2 separate regions of the Mus musculus genome follow, and region 1 is linked to region 2. Evidence: chromatin contacts called from public promoter capture Hi-C data. All regions are on one chromosome and are shown on one strand. The core of a region is the stretch at or near the end of the contact, and the rest is flanking DNA. Distances in the headings are between cores, read along the strand shown. Region 1 overlaps Fam222a (family with sequence similarity 222, member A). Region 2 holds the start of Myo1h (myosin 1H).

Evidence for each region. Promoter capture Hi-C pulls out the DNA fragments that hold promoters and counts their contacts.
Region 1: a contact with region 2 is called in a promoter capture Hi-C map of stem cell-derived epiblast-like cells, with 2.4 times the contacts expected there. The contact joins the enhancer-like site here to the promoter of Myo1h in region 2. A contact is called at or near these places in 6 of 39 promoter capture datasets (the 3T3-L1 cell line, embryonic stem cells, hippocampal neurons and 2 more), 1 of 15 datasets of contacts at CTCF or cohesin (the NIH/3T3 cell line), 7 of 484 Hi-C or Micro-C datasets (the G1E-ER4 cell line, cortical neurons, embryonic fibroblasts and 4 more), 3 of 115 datasets of contacts at active chromatin or transcription factors (embryonic basal ganglia, pancreatic cancer cells and stem cell-derived neural progenitor cells) and 1 of 9 other capture datasets (embryonic trunk).

Annotation. Positions count from the first base shown.
Region 1 is chr5:114,610,888-114,613,671 of GRCm38.p6, forward strand. It overlaps Fam222a (family with sequence similarity 222, member A), which reads left to right. Exons shown (of 3, transcript NM_001004180.1): 3 at 1-2,331. The coding sequence ends at 1,219. Among named protein-coding and RNA genes, the nearest start is that of Gm34844, 15 kb to the left of the region's middle. Within about 2 kb of position 1,499, at least 6 of the 459 cell types and tissues checked have an H3K27ac peak or open chromatin away from gene starts, as enhancers often do. A contact at or near this core is called in stem cell-derived epiblast-like cells, where this site is marked.
Region 2 is chr5:114,287,505-114,290,516 of GRCm38.p6, forward strand. Myo1h (myosin 1H) reads left to right here and starts at 1,749. Exons shown (of 32, transcript NM_001164573.2): 1 at 1,749-1,880.

The DNA of each region.
Region 1 (2,784 bases), core at 249-2,748, 320 kb after region 2:
CTACGCGGAGAAGGTAGCCAACAGTCCCCTGTCCATCAAGATCTTCCCCACCAACATCCGAGTGCCGCAGCACAAGCACCTGAGCCGCACGGTCAATGGCTACGACACCAGCGGCCAGCGTTACAGCCCCTACCCTCAGCACACCGCCGGCTACCAGGGCCTTCTGGCCATCGTCAAGGCCGCCGTCTCCTCGAGTGCTCATGCGCCCGCCGGCCACCCCAAAAGCGTGCTCAAGAGTGTGGAGGGCAAGCGGACTAAACTGTCGCCGGCCACCGTGCAGGTGGGCATTGCGCCTTACCCAGTGCCCAGCACCCTGGGGCCCTTGGCCTACCCGAAGCCACCCGAGGCACCTGCACCACCGCCCAGCCTGCCTGCAGCAGCCACTGCCACCTCTGTGATCCCTCTGCCCGGCCGGGGCCTTCCCCTCCCCCCCTCCAACCTACCCTCTATCCATAGCATCCTGTACCAGCTCAACCAGCAATGCCAGGCCCCGGGTGCTGCACCAAGCGCCTGTCAGGGCGTGGCTGTGCCCCACCCCAGTCCAGCTAAGCATGGCCCAGTCCCCAGCTTTCCCAACCTGGCTTACTCGGCCACAGCCGGTCTGCCAGACTGCCGGAAGGGCACAGAACTGAGCCAGGGAGCCACCCCAGCCCTGACACTGGCTGGGGCCACCAAACCTGCAGGGTATGCAGAAGGTGGCCTGGATTACCTGCTGTGGCCACAGAAGCCACCCCCACCCCCACCCCAGCCGCTGCGGGCCTACAGTAGCAGCACCGTAGCCGGCAAGTCCCAGTCCCCAGAGATTTGTGGCGGGAGGGCCTTCGAAAGGGCCAACGGGTCGCCCCACAACTGCGGAATGGGGCTGCCCGGCAGCTTCACCGTGGGCCAGTACTTCGCTGCCCCTTGGAACAGTGTTCTGGTGACACCTACCAGTGACTGCTACAATCCAGCAGCTGCTGCCGTAGTGACAGAGCTGGCACCAGGAGCCGCCCGGGAGCTAGCCGGGCCTCCTGGAGACGTACTCTCGGGCCTGACCAGCAAGAGTGTGTGTAACACAGCGGTGCTGAGCAGCAGCCTCCAGTCGCTGGAGTATCTCATCAACGACATCCGGCCACCCTGCATCAAAGAACAGATGCTGGGTAAGGGTTACGAGACGGTGGCCGTGCCCCGGCTGCTGGACCACCAGCACGCCCACATCCGCCTACCTGTCTACAGATAAGGTCTGCCCTGCGGACACACGGACAGGGTGATGGGGGTTGCCAGGCCATAGCACAGGGCGGGAAGCTAGCAGGGCGCCCCGCCCGCCCTGTGTCCACGGGGAAGCCAGGCTGGTTACCTCCTCACTTCAGTGGGCAGGCGGGTTGACCTCACACACCAGGGCTTCTTTCCTCTCCCGCTTGCTGCCCCAGGCAGCAGGGAGGGTCCCAGGCTGGCCACGAGGCTCCTTCATCTTTCATCCAGGCAGGGAAAGAGGACCTTCTGCCAACAAGAAGTTCCTTCTGGGTCTCCAGCAGAGGGCGCTCCAGTCATCCCGTGTCATACACGGGGTCTCTATCCACAATCTCCCAGTCCCTGGGTCCAAAGTGCCCCACCCCACCAACTAATCCAGGTGAAGACCGCCCTGACTCCACACCCCCAGAGGTCTCAGGACTACCCCCCCCCCGTTCCTGCTGACTCTCCCCCTACCCACCCACCCTCCCTACTAGGAATCACGCCCAACCTACCCGGTACGCCCCAGACCAACCTCTTCTCCATCCCTACACTACATCTCACAGGGCTGCTGGGAACAGTTGGTGCGTTGCACAAGGGCACCTTGCCCAAGGAGACTCCACACACATCCTAGATTTGTGTATTTATTACAGTTGTCTGCATTTCAAGGAAGGGACACTATCTTCCTATTCGCACAAAGATGTCACGGGGGGCTAACAAGGGACCTGTAAATTCAGGCTCCATTCACAAGGACGGTCTTGCCTTCTTCGCATCTCTGGGTCTCCTGGGGACCAGTGGGAGGGTGACCTGGCTGTAACTGGAATACCCAATCCAGCTCCCGTTCTCATTCCCCCCACCCCCACCGCACTGCTGCGGGGCGTGGGGAAGAGAGAAGCCCAGGAAGTCCTCAAGGCCTGCAGTCCCCGGGCCCTGCCGGCCCCAGGCGCTCCGGAAAGCGGTACTGTATCTCGCCAAGGCCTGTCTGAGCACTAAGTGCATTTACAAAGCTCTGAGAATGTTTTTTTTATACTAAAATTGACCATTATATTCTACTGTGAGAAGTGCAGTCTGTCTGCACTATATTGTTTTAAAAACGAAGAGAAAGAAAAAAAACGGAAAACAGATGGTGTCTCAGCTGTGGGTTTGCTGTAAGGCTGTTCTCTCTCTCTCCCTGGCTTCCCCCACCTCAGGGATCCACGGGAGGGCACCCCAAGGAGCCCTGTGGGGACAGAGTGGGGTGGCATGCAGGGTGAGCTATGCCCAACTTATTACAAAGCTCTTCAAGATAAATGCTATCCCGTGTCTATGTGTCAGGCCCGTGGTCCATCCATAGGGGCAAAATCAATCCTGAGCCCAAGCCCTGGTGGCTCTTTTCGGTGCTGAGGTGGCTCTGAAAACTCCCCATTGGAAGTCCATCTCTAGATCCTGTTGTCATCCTCCCAGATTAAATGGTTGCCATGTAGCTGAGAACAGGCTAGCCATCGCCCTGGCCGGCATGGATTATGCAGGCTGACACCTGGCATATACCCATACCCTGCCAGTCCTGTTATTGGAACTTGTCATTCACTAGGGACC
Region 2 (3,012 bases), core at 499-2,998:
ATGTGTGCAGGAGCATGCGTGTGCAGAGACCAGGGGGTGTTGTTAACATTCCTCAGATGCCTGCTACCTTGTGTTTCGAGGCTGGGTCTCTCTTCCCTATAGACTGAGTGGCAGACAAGCCCGGGAAACTGCCTCTGTCTCTCCTGTACTGAACCAACAAGCAAGCTCCACCACGCCCAACTTCTGTAAAACTGCTTGCAGGCAGGGCAAGCGCTTGCCGGAGTCACATCTCCAGCCTGCCCTTGGGAGTCATGCTCTGTAGAGACCCCCAGACCGGGGTTACTTAGTTGTAAATAAGAAGTTCTTACACCTGAGGTTGGGTGCATACTGGCTCACACCACAGATGGGTACAAACAAGGCAGGGAGGTGAAAGGGGAGGGAGTTGGTTGGAGGCCACAGATGATGTCAAGGACGGCTTTGTTCTATACCATCTCAGAATCGGGGCTCTTTGCCTGTAACTTGCAAACGGCCAAGTTACACCTGTGAGGAGACGGTAGTCTCTCCGGAATTGGCTGTTGATCAGGTTATCAGAGGTTTGCAGCTGTAGTCTGGCTTATAAAACTGAAAAAGTCACAGAGGCACAATTCCATCTAGTGACTTCACAGTGGCCTCCGGTCCCCGACTCTATTTCCAAGTGGTTTTGTTCAGTTCTACTCTCTCTATGAAGCCTTCGTTCCTTGACTGTGCCAGACTTCTCTTGTCCATGTGACACCAAAACTGAGACACACCTGGAAAGAGGGCTCGTCTGCCCGTGGAGAAACTGGCCTCTATCCGAGGAGCCTGTGGACACGTCTGTAATCCACGTTTTTGATTACTAATTGATTTAAGAGGGCCCAGCCCACTGTGGGCGGCAGCATCCCTTGGCTGTATAAGAAAGGCAGCTGCGGGAGCCAGCAAACGGGGACTCCTCTGTGATCTGTTTCAGTTCTTGCTTCCAGGGTCCCAACTGGGAGGCTCTTTCCCTGGCTTCAGTTAATGATGGACTATAATCTGTAACATATAAGCTGAAATCAACTCTTCCCTCCCCCAAGTTGCTTTCAGCCGTGGTATTTACCATAGCAACAGAAGAGCAGGCTGGCCCAGGCTGGTGGCACTGGTGGCTGAGAGGGCTTGCATGCCCATTGTACCACTAACCAAGGGGAGGAACGATTTTTTTCCTGGATGTTTCTAAGGAAATGTATAACCATGTTTCCCATTGGTCCATTCCATCTTGTCTCTCAAAGGAGAGCCAAGCGCTGAGACTGAGCCAAGCACAACTAGAGGAAGGTAGAATCGTGCCCCACAGACATGTGTCTGGAGTCCTGGGGGGGGGGCGTAGGAAAAGGGGGCCATCAGCACCATTACCTTCTCGCTTCGGAGAAGATCAGGGCAGCCGTTCAGTCATGAGAGAAAGCCTGCCTTGTATGTGATGGATGGTAAAGGTGGACCTGGGAGCCATGAAGGTCGTCTCCAACACAGGCACCCTCACCTTAACTAACTGCAGCTTTGGTGTGAGGGTGTGGGCAGAGTCCCCGCAGGTGTCTGTGGAACCTGAGCAGGTGCCAGCACAGCTCAGAGGCCCTACCTTGTCAGCAGGCATCCGCCCAGAGGGACCAATCAGAGGTCAGCGGTGGCGTAACGTGATCCAATGGGTCCGGTTTCCACTTCTTGTAACCTCGAAGGGCCCTGTGTGTCCTCAGGTGGGCAGCCGCAGGCGCAGTCCCAGCCTCCCAGTATGAATTATTCACCGCTCTATACTTTGGCCATCTAGAATCTCCACGGACCTTGATGCAGAGTGTCGCGCGTTGCAGGATCGCCAGGCACTGCGCTGCCCGGCTCCAGCAGAGTAGTGGTTACAACTGCTCTCCGCCACTCTCTCTACAAACACCATGGGATCCAAGGTAATGGGGCCGGAGGATGGAATCCTCTCTTCCACCAAGTCTAAGCGACAGTTCCTTCCATCCCCAGGCTTCCAAGGCAAGAAAGGACTGGGTTCGCACCTGAAATTTCGTACTTGTTGGGTGAAAATTTTTGTTTCAGGTGATCAAGTAGATGACGACTCTTCATCATCCAAGGGATGAGCTGCCGTTTAGAACCAAAGAGCGGGAAGCTAGAGTGGTCACTAGCATACCGTCCAGGGCTGGGACTATGGGACAAGGGTGGTTTCTGAGGACTTTAGGAGTGGCTGGCGTGGCAGGGGGATGGAAGTGTTCTCTTACTTATTCTTTTAGTGAGCCACGCAGGTAGCTGGTGGTGATTGTGTCAGCCTGGATACAGTGGTCACTGACAGTGACCCAGTGTTGGAGAAAACCATTACGATTGGTGCCTAGACATGTAGTGTCTGTAAGTTTTTTTATCCAGACTGCCTGGGTCGGCATTGGGAAGAAGCTAAAGAAACCAATGGCAGAGACAGCCTCAATGTAGCATGCTGCTTATGTACTTACAAGGGTGTTTTTTGGTTTTGTTTTGTTTTTTGTTTTCTGTTCGTTTTCTCCCCCCACCCCCTGCTCCTGAAGAATGATCTCAGCATGTCTGTTTAGAGAACAGGATTTATTGATGGATTGTCTCCTCCTGGATAACCAAAGAGGGTCACAGAAACACTGGGATACGTAGTCAGAGCTCAGTAACCACACACAGGAGCCTCCCACACCAGGAACTCTAGCCAGAGCCTGTCATGGATCCATTCAGCTAATTATCCATTTCTATAGCACCAAATACTGTTGCCTTGGCAACCAGCACTCACAACAGGCTTTGGCCTGAGGCCGCCCAGGTGTGTGTATGGGGATGGCTTTCTGTGCCATGGCTGCAAACTGGCTCAGGGTGCTGAGTGCAGGAAGTGGCTTCAGAGGGTGGGCATAGCCTGATTGCTTGGTAGAGGGGAGAGGGGTAGGCATGTCCTCAAAGAAGGTCATGGGTCGCTTTTAATGTTGTGGCGGCTGTGAGTGTGTGTGTATAAGAGAGTGTGTATGAGAGTAAGTGTGTGTGTATATGAGAGTGTGCGAGAGAGTGTGTGTGTGCATATGAGAATAAGTG